Linked DNA regions of Mus musculus: region 2 is linked to region 1. Evidence: chromatin contacts called from public Hi-C data. All regions are on one chromosome and are shown on one strand. Each heading gives the region's core, a stretch centred on a gene start, on an enhancer-like site or on the middle of the called end of the contact. The rest is flanking DNA. Distances are from core to core; before and after follow the strand shown.

Region 1 (4,367 bases), core at 648-3,147:
GCCACCTCTCCCTCTCTTCTCTAAGCTGCCCCTGTAATAACTACGGACTCCATTGCTCCACACTCCATTCCAGACTTACAGCAGCGACCGCCTTCCTCTCCAGGTCCCACTATGGCTCCCTAGTGGCTCTAAGGTTAATGTGCATCCCTTCAGCCTGGTTTAGCACCTGCTTCAGTAGGCATTACCCCTGAGCCCTAGAAGAATGAACACTGCCCCACCATGGCCTACTGACCGTGAGAGTGAGTGTCCCAAGTTTTACCCAACAGAACAAAGCTACAGCTGTGCCACTCAAAACCCTGGTGAGAGGAGCGACAGCTGCCACGGGGTGCTGATCCTAACCCAACTTTCTAACACACTGGAAGGAGATCTGTATATTTTCTAGGGATAGCCTGCCATTCTCTCAGCTGACTTTCAACTATCAAAGTGAAAGACTGATTATTTATTTATTTATTTATTTATTTATTTAGAGACTGGGTCTCACCATGTAGCTCTGGCTGTACTGGAACCCACTCTGTGGACCAGGCTGGCCTCAAACTCAAGAGACCTCCCTGCCTCTGCCTCCCAGTTGCTGGGTTTAAAGGTATGTGCAACTATGGCTGACTGAAGTAAAAGATATGTGACCACACATCTTTTCAGCAATGACTGGGTAGACCATTCTTTCTGTTAAGTCCTTTCTAAGAACAGATCTTCTTTAAAAATGATTATTTTCATTATTTTGAATTATGTGTGAGAGAGAGTATATACATATCACTACAAGTACCCACAGAGGCCACAAGGCTTTTATCTTCTGGATTTAGGATTACAAGCACTGTGAGCCACCTGATGGCTTCAACCTCTAGGAATTCCCTCAGAAAGAGCAAGTCTCTGTGAGAGACTAGAGATGAGGCTGGAGGGCAAGGCTGCAAAGGACAGGGTATGGCTTCTCAGCAGTGGACTCCGGCATCCTTCTCAGTTAAGAGGACTTTTCACTCCCTGCTCTGTGCAAACACGCTAGCATAGTACAACAGAGGGCAGGCTCCTGTGTGTTAGGGGATGGTTCCTAGGGACATTAACTAGGGTGACTGAGCAAAGTGAAGGGACACTTAGAAGCCACAGTTCTCTCTTCCACAAACTTAAGAAATAGCAAAAGTGTTCCACGTGCTTTTAAACTTTCATGTGGCTAATTTCAGAGTCCTCTACCTTGTAAGACTGTTAGCTAGACTGCAGCTTGTCTTATCAGTAGATTTTCCTCCAAATGACTCAAACAAACCAAGCCATAAAAACACATCCTAGGGCTGAAGACAGCTCAGCATTTAGCAGCCCTTGGTCTTACAGAGGACCCTGGTTCAGTTCCCAGCACCCACATGGTGGTTCACAACCATCTGTAACTCGAGATACTTGAGACCCTCTGTCTTACCTCCTCAGGCAACAGGTACACATGTGGTGCACATATATACACGCTGAAAAAACACTCTTACACTCAGAATAGAAAAGCCATGTCCTATCCCCTGGTGGTCTACATCTAATCGAAGAAAGCACAGTGAAGCAAACAAAAGACAGGCGCAAACTGCATTCAAAGTTCTGTTCTTGTATGTTTTTTACCTGCTACCTAAAATTTAAGAAAGTTTTATATATTTGTGGTGTAATATACATGTTATGTACAATACAGATCCAAAAGCCTTATATTTAAATGGCCTTTAACCTACTTGATAACAATTTTCTATATTTAACTTTTTGATGTTCAGACTTTACAGGTCCATACGAAGAATGAGTAATATTAAAACGGCAATAGTTCTCAGGGCAGACTTCACTCAGTTAAGAAATAACAAAGGCGGCACTCCCCTGTGTGCTGCACATATGTGATAAGGCCCCTGGCTGTCAGCATGGGAATCCCCACATGAACGGAAGGAATCGGTTCACTACTGAGAGTGGAACTGAAAGTCAAGGAAAGGATTTCCCCTGCGCCTGACTGGAAACACGACTCTTGATTTTAGTTGTCCTTCCAAGTGGCATGAAGTGAGCAGGAGACTTCTCAGACGTATTTTTAAGCCTTTACCCTCAGTGCAAGATTCTGAAACCGTCTCAAAGTCAAGTGAAAACACGGGGAGACATCAAGTCCCAGAGTCTTGACAAAAGACTTAGCAAGTCCACCCAGACCAATGTTTATAACTGTAGGTGGCACGGAATGGCTCCAAGTGTTGTCCCACAAATTAACTCATTTTGGCAGTCACAAAATTCATCCTATAAACAGATACATGAACCATTTCAAAGATACCATTTCTGGAATATTCTGTTTATATGCTAAAGTAGTAATACCTTAATTTTTTCTTAAGTATAAATAAGGCCATTTGACTTGACTGAGTCGCAGACTAGTAAAACAAAACTGGAAGAACCTCTCCCCTTCCTGAAACACAAAGACAGACAAGAGAGCCAGCAGAGGGAGCGTGAACTCCTACAGCCGACTTCTTTTAGGTGGAAGAAGTGGGCGGAGGAGGGAGCAGTGAACTGCCCCAACGACTCTTAGGAACATTTCAATACTCAAAAATACTTCCATTAATTATAATCAATGTATTTTTATGTTTACTAGACAGACTTCAGTATGGATAAAATGCTATGATGCTAAACATTATTCCCCGAATTCTAAGAGAAAATTGTGAGGCTTTCTTATGCTAAAAGAATTGGGAGCAGTCTGTGCAGCCATCTGATCAGAGCAGAGCGGCTGCTACAGTTTGCAGATTGTGGAGATTTTAAAGTAAAACTAATAAATCAAATTCAGGCGGCTGCAAAACTACACTGCTTCCAAACATTCCTGCATGTAGACGTGTTTTTACTTATTCTTGCACTTAAGGCTCTAAACATTAAGTCTAGACTATAGATATCTGAAATCAGATACCAACCCCTCCCCAAGCTGGCATGATTTCAAACACAGCATGTAAAGAATGTATAGGAAAGACAGTTAACATAACTTTACAGGTGAGATTACTATCCTTGGTGACTTGCTTCCAAGGGTAGAGGGAGAAAAGAAAACAAGTTTTTACAGAAAACCATCAAACACTGAGCCAGTGACAAGTGACACTGATGGTGACAGACAGCATGTACACCATTCATGGGGAGGTGACAAAGAAAGACCTCCATTCTGTGGTCTTCCCTCCAAGCCCACCACATCCAACACTCAGTAAAACGGGCACAGATAGACAATCTACACACTATCTTCCCCAATAGACTTCGGGTCCCACTGAGAATGGCCCCATGGGAGCATATATTTGAATACTTGGTCCCAGTTGACAGAGTAGTTGGAGAAGATTAGGAGGTATGTATGACCTGTTGGAATAGGGTGTTGGAGGAGCCATGTCACTGGGAGTGGCCCTTGAAGGTTCAAGAACCCATGCCAGGTCCTGCTGTCTGTCTGCCTTCTACTTTGGATCAGGCCATGAGCGCTCAGCCTGCCGGCTGCCATGCTTCCCATGGTGATGGCCATGGACTCGCCCTCTGAAACGTGATGCTAGAATTAAATAAATGCTTTCTTCTGTAGGCTGCCCTAGACAAAGAAACAAGGCAATCCTCAAAACTGATGCTGTAGCAATATGGATGTGGCTCAGTTGGTAGAGGACTTAACTGGAATGCATGAAGCCTTGGGCTGGCTACCTAGCACTGCATAAAACCAGGTATTGTGGGGCATGTTGTAAATGTAGCCCCTGGGAAGTGGAGGCAAGAGGATTAGAAGTTCAAGGTCACTCTTTGCTGCATGAAAGTTCCAGGCCAGCCTGGACTATGTGAGACCACGTCTCAACAAAACAAAGCAAAAACAAAATTCAAACACCTATACTCAACTATGTTAAGGCCAAACGCAATTTTTGAGAGGCGTGAGGCTAAGAGTAATATGGCATCCCTGGCTGAAGATTCTGAACAGGAAATGGACACTAGAGAACTACCCATGAGTGTGGATAAAGAGACATGCTTGTTCGGTTATGTTACCATGTTTGTTCCTTGAGACTGGCTGGAGTATACGTGCAAATTCTCTGCATTACCTTTGCAGAGGTTATTTACAATGAAAGGAACACGGAGGCCACAGCAGCCACGTTCAGCACTGAGGTGACTAGAGTGACATTGCCTGACAAACAGTGACAAGCCTAGGCTAGGGTCCTGATCACTGTGAGTGCTGACCAACCAATACCTTGGGTGATCTGGGAACTTGTCTGAGATGCCAAGACCACAGATGGTGTGCAAGCAACAAGGAAAAAAAAAACTCAGAACTGGCTCTCACCCCCATCTGAAGTGAAAAATAGGCAATTTTATGCATGGGGGAAAAATAAGACTAAGACTAACGTGATTGGCCAGGAGCCATCGGTGTTCTGTGAAAACACATGACAAACCAGTCCTCATATTTC
Region 2 (4,374 bases), core at 1,070-3,569, 240 kb after region 1:
GTTGTGTCCCCAGAGTGCTTTGAATCCTTATGCAGGCTCAAACATGATCAATTCCATGGTGACAATAAGCTGAGTCAATTTTTCCTTGTACTACAGTGACCTTCTATTTGCATTCCAAAATGTCCAGTCTCTATTTACACTTACCTATTTCTCTTCTTATATTTCCTAAATTAAGTTGTTTCACTCCTAAATATTTCAATATGAATGAAGGGCACACCACGTTAATTATCTGTTGCCTCAGTAACAGTCTGCCACAAATTACAGCTTAAAACAATACATTTATTAAATGATACTTAAGTATCAAGGGTTTGGGCATGATTTAGAAGGGTCTTCAGCTCCAAGTCTCTTACAGGACTTCAGTCATGTTCTGCTTCGCCAGAGCTAGCTAGGGAGAATCAGTAAGAGCTAAATCACTTTTATGTATCTAGGGCTTAGAAATGGCACTACATTGCCATTTCTTTGTATTGTTGTTTGAAATAAGTTTAGGCCATCCTACAGTAGAGATAGGTCATATGAAGGCGTGAATAACCACGAAGACTAAATCATTTGAAGCCTTCAGAATCGCTCTGCTAGAGATTAGTCTCCTTATAGGCTTCACTGAAGACTCATGTAATTTCATATAAATATATAAAATAAATGAAAAGTTTTGCCTGCCTGTATGTATGTGTACCATGCTGCTTGTCTGTGGAGGTGGGAAGAGGGTCTCTGATCCCCTAGAGCTGAAGTTATGCATGGTTGTGAGGCACTTTGTAGGGGCTTGGGAACCAACCTGGGTCCTCTCCAAGAGCCACATGTACTTTTATCTTAGCCATCTGCCAGCCCCTGTGGTTTCAGAGTTTAAGCTGTACAGCTTAGCTTCGTATCTGTCCTTTAGCCCTTTTATTCCTTCTAATTTGAGTAGCCATTTTTATTAGTTTTTGGTTGAAGCAAATAAAAGCAATTAATGTGTTTATCTGTTCCTTAAGTATAGTATGGTTTGGTCTTTATCAATTGAAGGATATCTGGATTGCTTCCAGTTTGGGATTATTAGAAGTAAGGCAATTTTGAACATTTGTATGTAGGTTTTTATTTGCATATAAAATGTTATTTCCCTTGAATCAGTGTTTAAGAGTCTAGTTTTATGTTGTTGTTGTTGTTGGGTTTTTTGTTTATTTTGTTGTTGTTGTTTTTTGGTTTGTTTTTTGGGTTTTCTAGACAGGATTTTTCAATGTAGCCTATGGCCTCAAACTTGTAGAGATCCACCTGCCTCTACCTCCCAGTGCTGGGACTAAAGGCATGTGGCACCACTGCCCGGCGAGTTTAGTTACTGAATCACACAAAAAATACTTAAGAAACTATAATATACACCTAAAATGGCTGTACCATTTTACACTCACATTAGGGTACAGGTATTCCATTTTCTCTTGTGTGTGTGTGTGTGTGTGTGTGTGTGTGTGTGTGTGTGTGTAACATGTAAGAGTTAGTTCTCTCCTAATATGTGGGTCTTGGGGATTGAATTCAGGTCATTAGCCATTGAGCCATTGTCATCTGAAGTTTCTCTGAGTTGGTAATAGCCTTTGAGCCATCACTGTGTTTTAATTTTAGCTGTTCTGATAGGCAAGTAATGATGACTGGTGGTGGATGTTTGTGATGGCTATTGGTGTTGCACATGTTTTCATATGCTTATCTGCCTCCTTGGATATGCTTAATGAGTTCTTATTCATGCCTTGCCTGTTTTCTAATTGAATTGTTTGCTTTTTTTCAAAGCCTAATCATTGTAAATACTTGTATTATTTTAGATATCATTTTTTGAACATAAAATAGGTTCTTCCAGGCTGTATCTTCTCATTTTACCTTTTAACAGAGTCCTTACCAGAACAAGATTTTAATTATTTCTGTAGCCTGATTTTTGCTTTTATAGATTAGTGAGTTTTGTGTAGGAACTTGCCTAGGATTTAGAGAAAGGATAATTGTATATTGTGGGTAGTGATATGAGAAAGTCAGTCAGTCAGTCAGTCAGTCAGTCAGTCAGTAAGAACACGTGTAGCTGCTATAGAAACAGTACAGAGGCCTCTCAAAAACCTTTATGACCCAGCAGCCCTACTCCTGGGTATATAAAAGTCATTGCATCAAAGAGATACCCACACCCCTGCTTATTGCAGCACTAGTCACAGGAACCAGAATTATAGAGTCAGCCAAGATGTCCATCAGTAGATGAATGGATTTTAAAAACTGTGTGGGAACAGACATGGCTCAGTGGTTAAGAACATTTGCTGCTCTTGCATAGGACTGGAGTTTGATTGACAGGTGGTTCACAGTCATCTAGAACTCCAGACTCAGGGCTTTTGTGCCCTCTTCTGGCCTCCAAGGCATACACACAAATGGCATTCATATATACAGGCATGCATGTATACACACAGATTTTGTTTTCAAAGATTGTGTGTGTGTGTTTATGTGTGGTGTATGTGTGTCCATGAATATATGTGTGTGACAGAGCAGGGGTTAGGAAGAATACTGTTTAACCATAACAAGGATGCAATCCTGCCGATGCATGACTGAAACTTCAGGGCATTATGTTAAGTAAAGTAAATTAAGTATAGAGAGACAAATATTGCAGAAGCTAAAGACATTAATCACATAATAGTAGATGTACAATAGCACTTAGTAGAAGCTAGGAAGGGAAAGCAGTCACAGGGTAAGATAAGCAGTACGCAGATACAATTGCTATAGTTCTCTTATGTTACAAAGTTGGGGAACTAATCCAGAGCCATTAGTTGTACATTTCACAATAACTAGAGGAAGATTTGAGTTCCCAGAATCATAGGGAGTTGATATTTGAGGGATGGGAGTTCTGAGTACTCTGGTTTGGCCATTATACATTGTATTTGCACAGAAATTTGATTTGTAATGTGGTCACATAAGTGAGTATAAATGTTATATGTTAATTAAAAAAATAGAAACCAGGGAGCTGGAGAGATGGCTCAATAGTTAGAAAGAGTGTTTGACATTCTCAGAGCCTGTAACTCCAGCTCCAGAGAATCTGACATCCTCTTTGGTCTCTGCAGACTCTTAGACATACATACAGGCAGGCAGGCAGGCAGGCATGCACGCACGCACGCACATGGGCACACACACACACACACACACACACACACACACACACACACACACACACACTCTCTCTCTCTCTCTCTCTCTCTCTCTCTTTCTCTCTCTCTCTCTCTCACACACACACACACACACTCTCACAGCATACTCTCCCTAATGAGCCCTCCCTTCCTTGGAGCTTATTTTCCTGTTTCCACTGTTGCTGGAAAGAAGTGGCAGGGACTGGGGGCCTAGGAAATAGGTTGGGCATTGAAGCCAGGAATGGAAGCCACTCTGCTGGTGGCAATGGAACTCCTGTTATTTCCTAGCTGCTGCCAGCCAGGCCACTATTGCCTCCTTGTCAAGGTTGTCCAGCACCCTGACTCTGAGCAAGAAAGGACAGCTAAACCCACAAAACCCCAAACTGCCATGCTTGGTGATCTGTAAGTTCTGTTTTACATTTGTTTGTTTGTTTTGTTTTTCCCTTCCTCTTGCTTACCCTAGCTAGAGGTTTGCCGTTTTTTTTGTTTGTTTGTTTGTTTTGTTTTTAAGGACTCAATCTCTGGCTTCATTCTTTTTCCTAGTTCTCATTTTTAGTTTGATTTCTACTGTAATTTTTGCTTTACTTTTTATTTATTGTGATATTCATGGTTACATTTCTTTTTTTGTCCTAGCTCCTTAGGGTGGAAGCTTAGGTGATTGATTTTACAATTTTCCTAATTTCCTTGTACGTATTTAACACGTCTGCTAAGTGTTATTTTTATGGTATTGCACCGTTTCCGTAAGTTTCGTTCTTTTTAAAAAAAAATTAGTCTAGTTCGATTTATTTCTGTGTTTACCCTGAGGCTTCCTTGATTTGTGTATTATATGGAACTGTGTTGTATATGCTAACTATTTTAAGATTTTTCTAACTGTCTTGTATGAATGATTCTAATTTAATCCCATTGAGGTCTGTGAGCTGTTCCTGTTACTGACACGTTTTCCTGTGGTAGTGAGTGCTCCTGTGTGAGTTGAGGAGAATGCTCTTTGCTGTTGGTGAGTGTTCTGTGTATGTCAGTTACATCCAGTTGATTGATAGTGCTTTTTAGCTCATTGGTGTTCTGAGTTTCTGCCTCCTGAATCTGTCAGTTGCTCAAAGTGAGAGGCTGGGAATCTGCAATTATAATAGTGCTTCTTGCAATTCTGACAATTTTTTCCTCAAGTATTTTGACACTTTTTTTTGTTTGGTACAGTCACATTAAGAGTTGTGTCTTCTTGAGGAATTGACACATTTCATCAATGCCCCTCTGTCCCTAATGATTTCCCCTT

What was found. A called contact is a pair of places that touch in the nucleus more often than the background predicts.
Region 2: a contact with region 1 is called in a Hi-C map of bone marrow-derived macrophages, with 20 read pairs. The contact joins two enhancer-like sites. A contact is called at or near these places in 9 of 39 promoter capture datasets (the 3T3-L1 cell line, 3T3-L1-derived adipocytes, HPC-7-derived erythroid cells and 4 more), 5 of 484 Hi-C or Micro-C datasets (CD4 T cells, bone marrow-derived macrophages and regulatory T cells) and 6 of 115 datasets of contacts at active chromatin or transcription factors (craniofacial prominence, embryonic basal ganglia, embryonic hindbrain and 3 more).

Annotation. Positions count from the first base shown.
Region 1 is chr6:31,167,679-31,172,045 of GRCm38.p6, forward strand. All of the region lies in intron 1 of Lncpint (long non-protein coding RNA, Trp53 induced transcript), which reads right to left. Among named protein-coding and RNA genes, the nearest start is that of Lncpint, 49 kb to the right of the region's middle. Within about 2 kb of position 1,898, at least 41 of the 459 cell types and tissues checked have an H3K27ac peak or open chromatin away from gene starts, as enhancers often do. A contact at or near this core is called in bone marrow-derived macrophages and regulatory T cells, where this site is marked.
Region 2 is chr6:31,410,397-31,414,770 of GRCm38.p6, forward strand. The region is part of intron 1 of Mkln1 (muskelin 1, intracellular mediator containing kelch motifs); the gene reads left to right. Among named protein-coding and RNA genes, the nearest start is that of Mkln1, 14 kb to the left of the region's middle. Within about 2 kb of position 2,320, at least 27 of the 459 cell types and tissues checked have an H3K27ac peak or open chromatin away from gene starts, as enhancers often do. A contact at or near this core is called in bone marrow-derived macrophages and regulatory T cells, where this site is marked.